2 separate regions of the Mus musculus genome follow, and region 2 is linked to region 1. Evidence: chromatin contacts called from public HiChIP or PLAC-seq data. All regions are on one chromosome and are shown on one strand. The core of a region is the stretch at or near the end of the contact, and the rest is flanking DNA. Distances in the headings are between cores, read along the strand shown. Region 1 holds the start of Inava (innate immunity activator). Region 2 overlaps Camsap2 (calmodulin regulated spectrin-associated protein family, member 2).

Region 1 (5,706 bases), core at 2,028-4,527:
CTGGACAAACAGACAAGCAAACAAAAACAAAAACAAAAAAAACAGAAGGAAACGGTAGCTGTGAGTTTATAGAACTCGTTGGTAGACTACAAGCCAGAGGTCTTGGGTTTAAAACCTAGGACCTAGAAAAGAAACAAAACCAAAGGGACAACAGAAACAGGCCAGGGCTGCTTTTGCAGAGACTCTAGGATGCTAGGCAGATGGAGGACAGTGCTGCTTTCTTCGAATCCCAGCCACATCAAGAGCACCACATCCCATTTGCAATCTCTGTGCACCCCAAACACTGCTATCCATGGGGCACTGACCCACACTCCCTTATCATCCCTTACTCCATACAAAAGCAACAGTAACCTCCAACCTTAGCGCCGTCTCCATACTCACTAAAATGGACCTTTGTCCCTGCAAAAAGTCAGCCTCCAGGCTCTGTCCCACGGACCCTCGGGCAAACAAAAAGTTGCTTGGAATACGTTGCTTTGGAGTGGCGAGCAGAGCTAAGGCTGACTGCTGCTGCCTGCTCCCAGAGGCTAGAAGGATACAGCAGACTGGCCTGTATCTCTCAGATCTTTGTCTCATCACCTCCCATCCTCCACCTTTGGGACCCAGGTCTCAGGTCTCAATGCACACCCAAGCTACTTCCTTCTCCCAGCCCTCCCCCCCCCCCCCAGGGGACTCGGTGCTCCCACTCCATGCCCTAGCTGGCTGTTAAGCATCTCCTGTACACAGCTATGTCACAGGCTGCCACCACCTTTCACCAACAACACCGTTCCTTCTCGACACAACCCCCCTCCCATACCTTTACATTCCGGTACACACCCTCTTTCCAAACAATGCTAGCCCGAGTCTCACAGGCTGACCACCTCCTCCAAGCAGAGGCTGAGGGGCCCTCACCGGGGACACACCCTCCCCACTGTGGGGAGCATGTTTTCTGAACCTCCCAAAGAACCCACAGCCTTTCTTGCCCCCCCCCCAAGTCCTCCACAATACTGCAGTCCCCTCCCATCCCCCAACAGGTTTCCGTGTTCTTCCAGTGTCTGAAAGGGCTTGAGCTGCCTTGGCCCATCCCCCAGTTCCAACTGGGGGCTGTGGTGGAGTTTCTAGAATCAGCTCATAGCTCAGTTTTACATATATAAAACAAAGAGACCAATTACGAAGCCCAATCATGCTGAAATACAGTTCTGAAACCATAAGAACATATCATATATACTTCGTTATTAATATTAAACAGGACCCAGCAACCGGTCGTTTCAAACAACCCATGAATGAAACTCTTTACATATAACCGACTGCATGTGAAAGTCACAGGTACTGCTGCAGCAGCAGCAGCCTGGAGTGTAAGTTTTAGAGTCAACTGAGCACTCTGGCCTCAGGTAACCTCATCTGAATTCAGGGGCCAAAAGCAAACTCGGGTTAAGGCCTGTACACACCGGGACATACATTCTTTAAACTGTCTTCCAGGAAAAGCCTCCAGGCTCTCAATAATGATTCTCAGCGCTTGAAAACCAGCTTTTCAAGAACAGTCTTGAGCAGAAGCCAGGTCACTGATATCACAAACCCAAACCCCTCTAGCAGAACATAACACCCCCCCAATACACACACACACACACACACACACACACAGCCCACCCCAAGAAATAGGCAACCTGCAAAGAGGCAAGCCCCGGAGCCAATCAGCAGCTTCCTCACTCTTCGATGCCCACCTACCAGGGAGGAAGGCTTACCCTCCGGGCCTCCTGCAGGAGGCTGTGCAATGAAGCTTTTTTCTTCTTCTTCTTTTTTTTTTCCTCTCGTTTTGCAGAAACTCAGCACTGGCAGTGCCTTCCATTGAAGATGGGCATCAATCCGTTGCTCAGCAATAGATTTACAGACCAACCTGCTTGCACTGAACCAAGTCCAAACTCGGCATCCCCCCAATCCACTAGAATCTAGGGTTTGGAATTAGGCTGACCTAACTAACAGTCCTCCTGCCAAGATGGATGTTATCGGAAGACACCATCAAGGGATAGGTGGGCACTCTCCAGAGGAAGCTTAAAACTAACTTGGAACTCAGCACCCATTTTCCCTGATCCCAGGTCCCAGAGCCACTGGCTACGAGGACAGGCGAGGAAGTGAGATTTTCTAGCACCGGAATCCCATCTAGGTGGAAGACAAGCCCTTTCCACGACAGCCATCTCTTCAAAACCTTTCGTGTCCAAACTCTTTCACAGACCTGTAACCAAACATACTCCGCTCTCTCCGCTGCCCCCGAAGTTTCTGTGATACTTTAGGAGTCAAAGTTTTTAAAACCAAGTCCTTCAACCTGACCACATCACCCCAACAGCACCCAGCAAAGCACAACCACCAGCATTCCCACAATTACTTAGTGCATTAACAAATCAATGACCAGCCGCGGAGCTCGGGAAATAGTCGGGGACTCTCTGGGCAGGAGGGGTGGAAGAATATCTGTTTTCTTTCTCCACTCCTCTCTGGCCACTAGGAAAGGTATTCACCTCAACTAAGCCAGGGTGGAGAACTAGGGGTAACAGAAGATGCACCCTGAAATCAAACCTCTAAGGCTCTCTGTAAAAAGCCCCTTTGTCCTGTCCCCCCCAGCCCCTCCCCCACCGCGCCCTCTCCTTCTAGGCCGGCCTGGGACTCCGGCTCCTTTTGTTTGCCTGCTTTCTGCCTTCTCGGAACCTGGCCAGGAGAGCCACCGGCCGGGGGAGTGAGTCGAAGGAGAAAGGTTGGCCGTTGGAAACAGCTTTGGGGTAGAAATTCGGGAATGCTCGACCCCTTGGTAAAATTACCCCCTTTCCCTGCAAGACTGCCTCTGCAGAGGATGAAGACCGAGGTTCAGGAGCTCGATTTCCCCCCCCCCCCCCCCCCAGTTCTCCCGCGCTCCGTTCACTAAGTTTCCGCCTTACCTGTCCCACCGAGCTCTGGCGCCTCGCGCCTGCCCCCGCGCCCCCCGCGCCGGTCGCGCAGCTTCAGGACCTGTTGGTCCCGCCCATCTTCCCTCTCCCCAAGGCTCCCCCGGGCCTCCCCTCCCCGGAGGTATTTCATTTAACTTCGGCATTTGCAGCATCCCAAATGTTAAAGATCCCAAGACATCTGTCCCCTGGGGCATACCAAAGGCCCAGTGAAGAGAGGGGAAGATGCTAGAAGGGATTCGAGATTCTGAACCCAGAGACGGGGCGGGGCCTCACGTTGGGTTGGGGCAATGCCAGCCCAAGTGTGCATCCTGCGGCAGCAACAGCGCGAGGGGCGACGCTGCTCCCTGTCTCCCGCATTCACGCAGCCTCGTGGTGTGACACCCCCTACAAGGCCGGTTTCTGAAATCTGGGCGGGGCGAGGCTCGACTAGAGGTCCTAGGGGCCGCCTTTCATCCCCTCTCTCTGGCCCGGCTGGGGGCAGTTTTCATTCCGGAGACCCAAGCGTGGAAGAATGAAAGGAGACGGCACGCCCCTCCCCCTCCTCGCCTATCCTTTCTGGCGGCCGGGACTGCGGCGCGATCGAACCCTGGTCGCCTCCCCTCCGTAGTTCCCAGCCCTGTCCCTTTTGGGGGCAGCGGGCAGAACTCCGGCTTTGGCGGCAAGGCACACACTCCTGGGCAGCGCCTCCTGCTGCTTGCGACGAGCCCACGAAACCATCCATTCATTCAAACTCGCGCTTTCCCCTTTTTCCGTTGGTTCTGTTTACATTGGTACTGTCCTTGCCAGGGCCAAGCATGGCAGTTCAAAGTTCAGACTCCTTTACTAGGAGGGTTCTTAAGTCCAGATCAAGCTGGTATACGTTTGAAGACCAAAAACCAACGGATAGTGGAGGTTGAACCAGGCTGAGGGTCCCCAAAGCCTGGCCAGAGGAGTGTGCTCTCTAAAGAGGAACCTTTGACAGGCAGGATGTACAAGACATCTTGGCAAGGGAACACAGCAGGACCTACGAGCTGTAGGGGATTTAAGATAGAGGTGGGGAGGGGAAGTTACAAGACAGTTACAAGAGTAACTTGTGCACTGGAAGAAAGAACAATCAGACTTTTCTGAGTCTATTGTATACTGGTTCTGAATTGACACTGATCCCAAGAAACACTGTGGCCCTCCAGTTAAAGTAGGGGCTTATGGAGGACAGGTGATTAATGAAGATTTGGCTGATGTCCAACTCACAGTAGGTCCCCAAACTCATCCTGTGGTCATTTCCCCAGTTCCAGAAATGTATAATTGGGATAGATACACAATACTTAGAAGTTGGCAAAATTCTCACATGGGTTCCCTGACCTGTGGAGTGAGGGCTGTTATGATTTGAAAAGCTGAAATGGAAGCCTTTAGAGTTGCCTCTGCCTAAGAAAATAGTGAATCAAAAACAGTATCGTATCTCTGGAGGAACTCTAGAAATCAGTGCCACCATCAAGGACTTGAAAGAGGCAGGGGTGGTGGCTCCCACTGCATCTCCCATTAATTCTCCCATCTGGCCAGTGCATAAGACAGATGGGCTGTGGAGAATGACAGTTGACTATTGGAAACCAAATCAGTTAGCAACTCCAACTGCAGCGGCTGTACCAGACAGTGTACTTGCTTGAGCAAATTCAGATATTTTCTGGTACCTGGTATGCAGCTATTGATCTAGCAAATACCTTCTTCTTAGTACCTGTCCATACGGACCACTAGAAGCTATTTGATTTCAGTTGGCAAGGCCAGCAAGTTTTGCTTCAAGGATATATTAACTCTCTTGCCCTGTGTCATAACTTAGAAGGTATCTCGATCGTCCGTCTCTTCTACAAAATATCACACTAGTGCACTATATTGATGACTCTATGCTGATTGGAGCAGGAGGTAGCAACCGCTTTGGATTCATTGGCCACACATATGGATATCAGAAGATGGGAGATAAATCTGGCCAAAATTCTAGGATTGTTTACCTCGGTAAAATTCCTAGGAGTCCAGTGGCGTGGGGCATGCAGAGGTATTCCTTCTAAAGTGAAGTTATTGAACCTGGGCCCTCCCACCACCAAAAAAGAAGCACATTTAATGGGTCTATTTGGATTCTGGAGACAGCACCTTTCTCACTTGAATGCATCACACAGGCCCGTTTACCAAGTGATTTGCAAAGCTGCTAGCTTTGTGAGGGGCCTGGAACAGGAGAAGGCTCTTTAACAGATCCACGCTGTCCTATCACTTGGACTATATATATGATCCAGCAGATCCAATGATACTTGAGATGTGAGTGGGAGATAAAGATGCTATTTAGAGCCTTTGGCAGGCTCCTTTAAGTGAATCACAGAAGAGACCTTTGGGATTTTGAAGCAAGGTTCTACCAACATCTGCAGACAACTATTCTCCCTTTGAAAGATAGTTCTTGGCCTGCTATTGGGCCTTAGTGAAAACTGAATGTTTGACAATAGGCCACCAAGTTACCATGTGACCTGAACTGCCCATCATGAGCTGGGTGTTATCTGACATTCCAAGTCATAAAGTAGGACGTGCACAGCAGCATTCCATTATCAAACAGAAGTGGTATATACAAGATCGGAGCCCGAGCAGGTCCTGAAGGTACAAGCAAATTACGTGAAGAAGTTGTCCAAATACCTATGGTTCCTATTCCTGTTACAATGCCACGAGTGTATCGATAGCCTCATGGGGGGTTCCCTATGATCGGCTGACTGAGGAAGAGAAGACTAGGGCCTGGTTTACTTTACTGATGGCTCTGCGCGTTATGCAGGTACCACCCAGAAGTGGA
Region 2 (5,706 bases), core at 929-3,428, 92 kb after region 1:
ATTTGGTTCCAGCCAGTGCTCTTATCCGCTGAGCCATCTCTCTAGCCCCTTCCCGTTACATGTTTAAATATTATTTTCGTGTGTGCATATGTATATATGCATAGGTGTACACACGTGGAAGCCAAAGTAGGGTGTTAGGCATCCACATCTAACACCCTCCGTCTTTGAGGCAGGGTGTCTCACTTAGCTCTGTTTTGGCTAGGCTATTAACCCAGCAAGCACCAGCAACCCTCCTGACTGTCCCCTCAATGACAGTCACAGGCCTGCAGAGGACGATGCCTGGCCTTTAACGTGGCTGCTGGAATCCAAACTCTGCTTCTCATGCTTGCTCAGAGCAAGTACTCACACGTATGGGCTATTTTCTCCAGCACCTTACATGTTAGTTTTATGTTGCTCTGGGAATGAAACCCAGGCAAGGCCTTTAAGTGCCAGGCAAACATTCTAATATTTAGCTATAGCCCCTCACCAATGCAGAAAAACTTACAAATCCAAATTCTTGCCTTACAAAAATAGTCAAGGATACATTTCCCATTTCTTACAGCTAATCTCTAAGACAAGAAAATTTTTAAATAAAGTAAAATTATTTCATAATAGTTTGAATTTATATAATTGTTTCTTCTAGGTATTAGATGGAAACAAATATTCCAAGATGGTTTGTCAAATCTTCCTTTACTTAGAAATAAATGGTGACTTTTAAACTCTAGGTGTAGATGCAGATGCCATAAAGTATCTCACACATTAGTTCCTTCCATTTTATAGTACAACTCACTCAAGTATGCATTTCAAATCTGAAATAACCTTAGGTATGCAAAGCCTTACCATCTGTATGGGTTTCTTGTGGAGATCTCTTTCAGTTACCAGTTTCTCCTGGTCAGTGACATACAGGCCTTTCTGTGCTAATGCCTGGATCACAGCATCATGGCCCAGGAGGGGCTTTGCAGCATCGCTCTTGAGGATGAGGCTTCCAGCGCGACAGTACAGCTCGGCCGACAGAAGCAGGTTAACGACAGGGGGTTTGATGTGCTCCTGGTCATACTGGTCTGTGTAAAATGGGTCGCCAAGCTCCTCGGGCACATTTTCTATAAAGGTTAAGAAAACAAGTTTTCATATTTTTGTAAAATTTCTATCTAAAAAACCCTATATCATTTAAAATATTACTACAGACCTTGAGATTCTAAAAATATCAATATTCCTTTAACAGGCAAGATGATACTTTTGTTTGTCTGTTTTTCTACCTAGGTTTAAGATATAAAAGGAAAGATACAAATTTCCTTTATAGAAGGTATGGCTGTGAGGTATACAACAGGAAAAGCGAACAAGGAGAAAGTCTTCAGAGTGTGGTGACCCATGAAGGCATGCCCCCTCCCCCCCCCCCCCCATTCAGTGTCTCAAGTAGGCTCTTAAACCTGCCAGTGACTAGCTACAGTCAGTCAGTCAGTCAGTCAGTCAGGAAAGGCACCTGCTCTATAAAGACCGCTTGCTGCCGATATCATCTGACAGGAGAAATCCTTTGCCCAAAGCTTTACAGCTACTGCATGAAAGAACTGAGGCTGCCTAATTAATCTGGTCCTTCTTCCTTAAGCCCCCTAGGCCCTGCACCAACCGGTCTCTGTCCCTTTCTGCTGCGACTACTGAAGTTACTGAGGGGAACTATTAATAATAATAGTTCATTTTAATCTAATAATAGTTACAACTATTATTTAGATAAGATCTTCTGTTTAAAACCTTTCAATCAATACTGATGACTATAAAAATTATAGATTGATGGAACATTACTTTACATGGATAAAGAAGTAAATTTGAAGCCCGTAGTGAGTACACAGAAGACATCATATTGCTAAAAACAATCAGAAAGCACCCAGGCAGACAGCAGAGATCAAGGTAAAAATCAGAGAGGATGAAATCGAGGTTAGACGTAAAGTGTAGTGGCTTGATTGAGAATGCCCTCCACAGATTCTGAACCCTTGGTCCCAGCTGGCGGCATGTTTAAACGCTACAGCCTTGTTGAAAGAAGTATGTCACTGGGACAGGCTTTAAGAAAAAAGGCCTCCCCTACATCCAGTTTGTTCTCTGCTTTGTGCTGGGGATTCAAGACTTGAGTGCTCAGCTTCCTGTCCCTACTGCCAAGCCTGCCTCTTGCTGCCGTGCCTCCCTGCCGTGATAAACTCTCACCCATCTGGAAACATTCCATGTTTTACTGCAGCAACAGAAAAGTAACCGGTAGTGTGAGTAGGAATGGGCCCTGTGTCTGGATGCTAGGCCACAGGGAGTGACGCTATTAGGAGGTGTCCTTGTTGAAGTAGAAGTTGCCTTGTTGAAGAAAGTGTGTCACTGTGGAGGTGGGTGAGGTCTCTATGTTCAGGCAACACCCAGTGTATAATACAGTCTCCTGCTGCTGCTGATCAAGACACAAACCTCAGCTCCTCCAGCAGCAGGCCTGCCTGCACACTGCCACTCTTCCTGCCACGATGATAAAGGACTGAACCTCTGAAACTCTAAGTCAGACCCAATTAAATATTTCCCTTTATAAGAGTTGCCATGGTCATGTTGTCTCTTCACAGCAATAAAACCTAAACTAGGACAGTAACCAATACAGAAAGCATGATAGTATAGTATAGAAAACTGAGAATCAGAAGCCGCACTGAAAGGGTAAGCTCAGTTTAGACATGTTACGTTTGAAACAACAGCAAAAATATCCAAATAGAAATACCCAGTGAGCAGCAGAAAATATAGGACTGAGAAAGAGGTCAGAGCAAATCTATAAATTTGAGATTTTGGAGACATCTAAAAATATCATCCACATTTGATAACTGAAAGCTCCTCCTTCCTAGCTGCACTGCTCACCCAAGAGTGAGGCAAACTTAAATTCAACATAGGGCTCAGTATTGTAAACTTCAGACCTCAGTAGTGGTACTACATTTTAGTATCAGAGTACCTAAACATAAGCTACTAACACAGCAGAAAAACTATTAAAGAAAAACTATTATTAAAAAAAAAGAAAAAAGAAAAACATACTAAAACTATTGTTATGAAATATATGGATGGATATTTTACTTCCTATAATAGCAGTAAAAATTACTAACATAGGTAATCTTGACATCTAAACACTGGCCAATGCAAAAACAAACAACAAACAACAGTGAGTGACCAGGACTGCAAGCTTATCTGGCTTACAATCCTAGGGTTCTGTGCTGTGATAGAAGGCCCAAAGGCAGTTTGGGGAGGAAAGGGTTTATTTCAGTCTTCATTTCCATACTACTGATCATCACTGAGGGAAATCATGGCAGGAACCTAGATGAAGGAACTGATGCACAGGCCATGGAGGAGTGCTGCCTACTAGCCTGCTCCTCACAGTTTGCCTAGCTTGCTTTCTTAGAGCACCTAGGACCATCAGCACATGGATAGTAGTGAGCTTGGCCTTCCTACATTAATCATCCAACAAGAAAATGCACCACAGACTTGCCAGGCCAATCTGGTGGAGGCATTTCTCAACTGAGGTTCCTGCTTCCCAAACTACTCTAGCTTGGTCAAGTTGACATAAATTAGCCGGGACACATATGTATCTATACATCCATGTAACGTTTACTTAATGGTTTCACATCTATTCATACATTTTCATACACAGTGAAAATCTTAGTGAAACAGATAAGTAGATAATGTACAGATTAAATAACAGAAGTAAATACTTACACTTACTAAGTACACGGTCTGTGTCAGGCATTGCTCTAAACATGAATCCTAACAACCTTTTTATATGTGTTTAACTGATAAACTTAAGAAGCTATCTTGCCCCAAGACATGCAGCTATAAATACAGAAATCTAGCTCTAAATAGGTAATAGGCTAAAAACTAGTAAGTTTTATAGTCCAGGGTGGCCTTGAAGTCAAGAGATCCCTGCTCTGCCTCCCAAGCACAGGGTCAAAGGTGTGCGCCGCCACACCTGCCTTCATTTGTAGCACTCTTTGGTTTACTCTAAACGCTTCCCTTTTCTTTGTACCAGAGCTGTTTTCAAGGGAGACTTTTACAACTGAGGTTTCTGGTATGCCTTAAAATAAACATAGCCACTAGGCCTTGCATCTTCCACCTTCCATCCTTTTGATCTTGGAATATCAAAGCTATTTTTTAGCCTATTTTCTATTTAGAGCTAGATTTCTTATTTATGGTATGTCTTGGGGCAAGACAGCCAGGGCTACACAGAGAAACCCTGTCTCAGAAAAACAAAAACAAAAACAAAGGTTGCCTCAAATATGATTATAAAGTATTTTTCAATCCCTTAAAGAATACACAAGTTGTCAGGTCCCGTGCTGCTTTCATGATACCTGTTTACATCCACAGGCTGCCTTCAGCCTCAATCAGGGAAGCTCTTTACAGTGAACAGCAGTCAGTACAGAGACAGGTGCTCCAGGTGATGATGGTCAAACTGGTTCCGCCCAAAAGACATTCGGACCCTCTAAGGCAGTGCCTCTCAGCCTTCTGCTGTGACCCTTTAATACAGTTCCTCATGTTGTGGTGACCCTCAACCAAAAATTATTTTCACTGCTACTTCGTAACTACAGTTTGCTACTGTTGTGAATTAAGTATTTCTGTTTCCAATGGTCTCGGGCGACCCCTGTGAAAGGGTTGTTGAACCCCTCTCTCTCCAAAGAGTCTCAATCCACAGGTTAGGAACCACTGCTTAGGTTTGGGAAACATCACAGAAGGGGTAAAAGGGTGGAAGAGCTGGAAGACAGGACGTAGGGCTGTGAAAGCCATCTTCCAGGCATAACACAGCCAATGCAATCATGTTCTCACCACAGCTGGAGCTGCCTGCAGCGAGCCTACACAAGACTGGGCCTGTAACAGTAAGCCATTTATCTCATAGGGCCCTGCCCTCCTTGGCTACTCATACATTCTGGGAGAACAGACATTGCCTCTAGTTGTATATGCCACTGAGTCAGCCCATGAGGTTCCAATAAATAGCTCAAAAGCCCTGGTCACACACATGGTCCTGGTTAAACTCACCAAGTCATCAAACAAAATGAATGGGAGCAAAAAACTCATAGGAAGAGGGATGGGCAGGAGGTCAGAAGGATTGTGGGTAGGAGGTCAGAAGGATTGGGGTTTCAAAGAGAGTGGGAGGTGACAGTAATCAGAGTATCCTAAGTTCTGGGATGACAAGCACCACACCATCTAAAACAAACCCTCAAAGACATTCTTAAGAATAGACTCAAGCCAGGCGTGGTGGCACACGCCATTGATCCCAGCACTTGGGAGGCAGAGGCAGGAGGATTTCTGAGTTCGAGGCCAGCCTGGTCTACAAAGTGAGTTCCAGGACAGCCAGAGCTATACAGAGAAACCCTGTCTCGAAAAACCAAAAAAAAAAGAATAGACTCAAAACAGATTATAATGGACTATGTTTTATTTTTCAAAAATGTAATTATTTTTTGAAAAATGAGCAGAAACAACATATTAGAAAAGAAGTGGGCAAAACAGGTAGAGTGTTTTATTCTTTTCTGAACTCAAGAATAAAAGCAAAAACAATCATAGTTATAGAACAGCTGAGTGAGATAGCACCATGAGAGGTAGCTGCAAAGGATGTGAGACAAGGTTTTCTCATGTGCCTGGTCTTTAACAGCACTGTGTCAATCATGTTAGCACTGCCCTGACTGGCTAGGTATTGCGGCTCATGAGCACTGGCCGTGCTTGAGCCCAGTGGCCGCAGTAGAC

The links. HiChIP or PLAC-seq counts read pairs in DNA pulled down with a chosen protein or histone mark.
Region 2: an HNF4G HiChIP or PLAC-seq map of pancreatic cancer cells shows a contact between it and region 1. The contact joins the enhancer-like site here to the promoter of Inava in region 1. A contact is called at or near these places in 1 of 39 promoter capture datasets (pre-B cells), 3 of 484 Hi-C or Micro-C datasets (epidermal suprabasal cells, nephron progenitors and pre-B cells), 3 of 115 datasets of contacts at active chromatin or transcription factors (the SCID.adh cell line, embryonic stem cells and pancreatic cancer cells) and 2 of 9 other capture datasets (adipose tissue and pancreatic islet).

The regions. Positions count from the first base shown.
Region 1 is chr1:136,231,003-136,236,708 of GRCm38.p6, forward strand. It overlaps Inava (innate immunity activator), which reads right to left and starts at 3,278. Exons shown (of 10, transcript NM_028872.3): 1 at 2,901-3,278. The coding sequence starts at 3,103. It also overlaps the pseudogene Gm3878.
Region 2 is chr1:136,323,918-136,329,623 of GRCm38.p6, forward strand. It overlaps Camsap2 (calmodulin regulated spectrin-associated protein family, member 2), which reads right to left. Exons shown (of 18, transcript NM_001347109.1): 2 at 820-1,079. Among named protein-coding and RNA genes, the nearest start is that of Camsap2, 19 kb to the right of the region's middle. Within about 2 kb of position 2,179, at least 82 of the 459 cell types and tissues checked have an H3K27ac peak or open chromatin away from gene starts, as enhancers often do. A contact at or near this core is called in adipose tissue, pancreatic cancer cells and pancreatic islet, where this site is marked.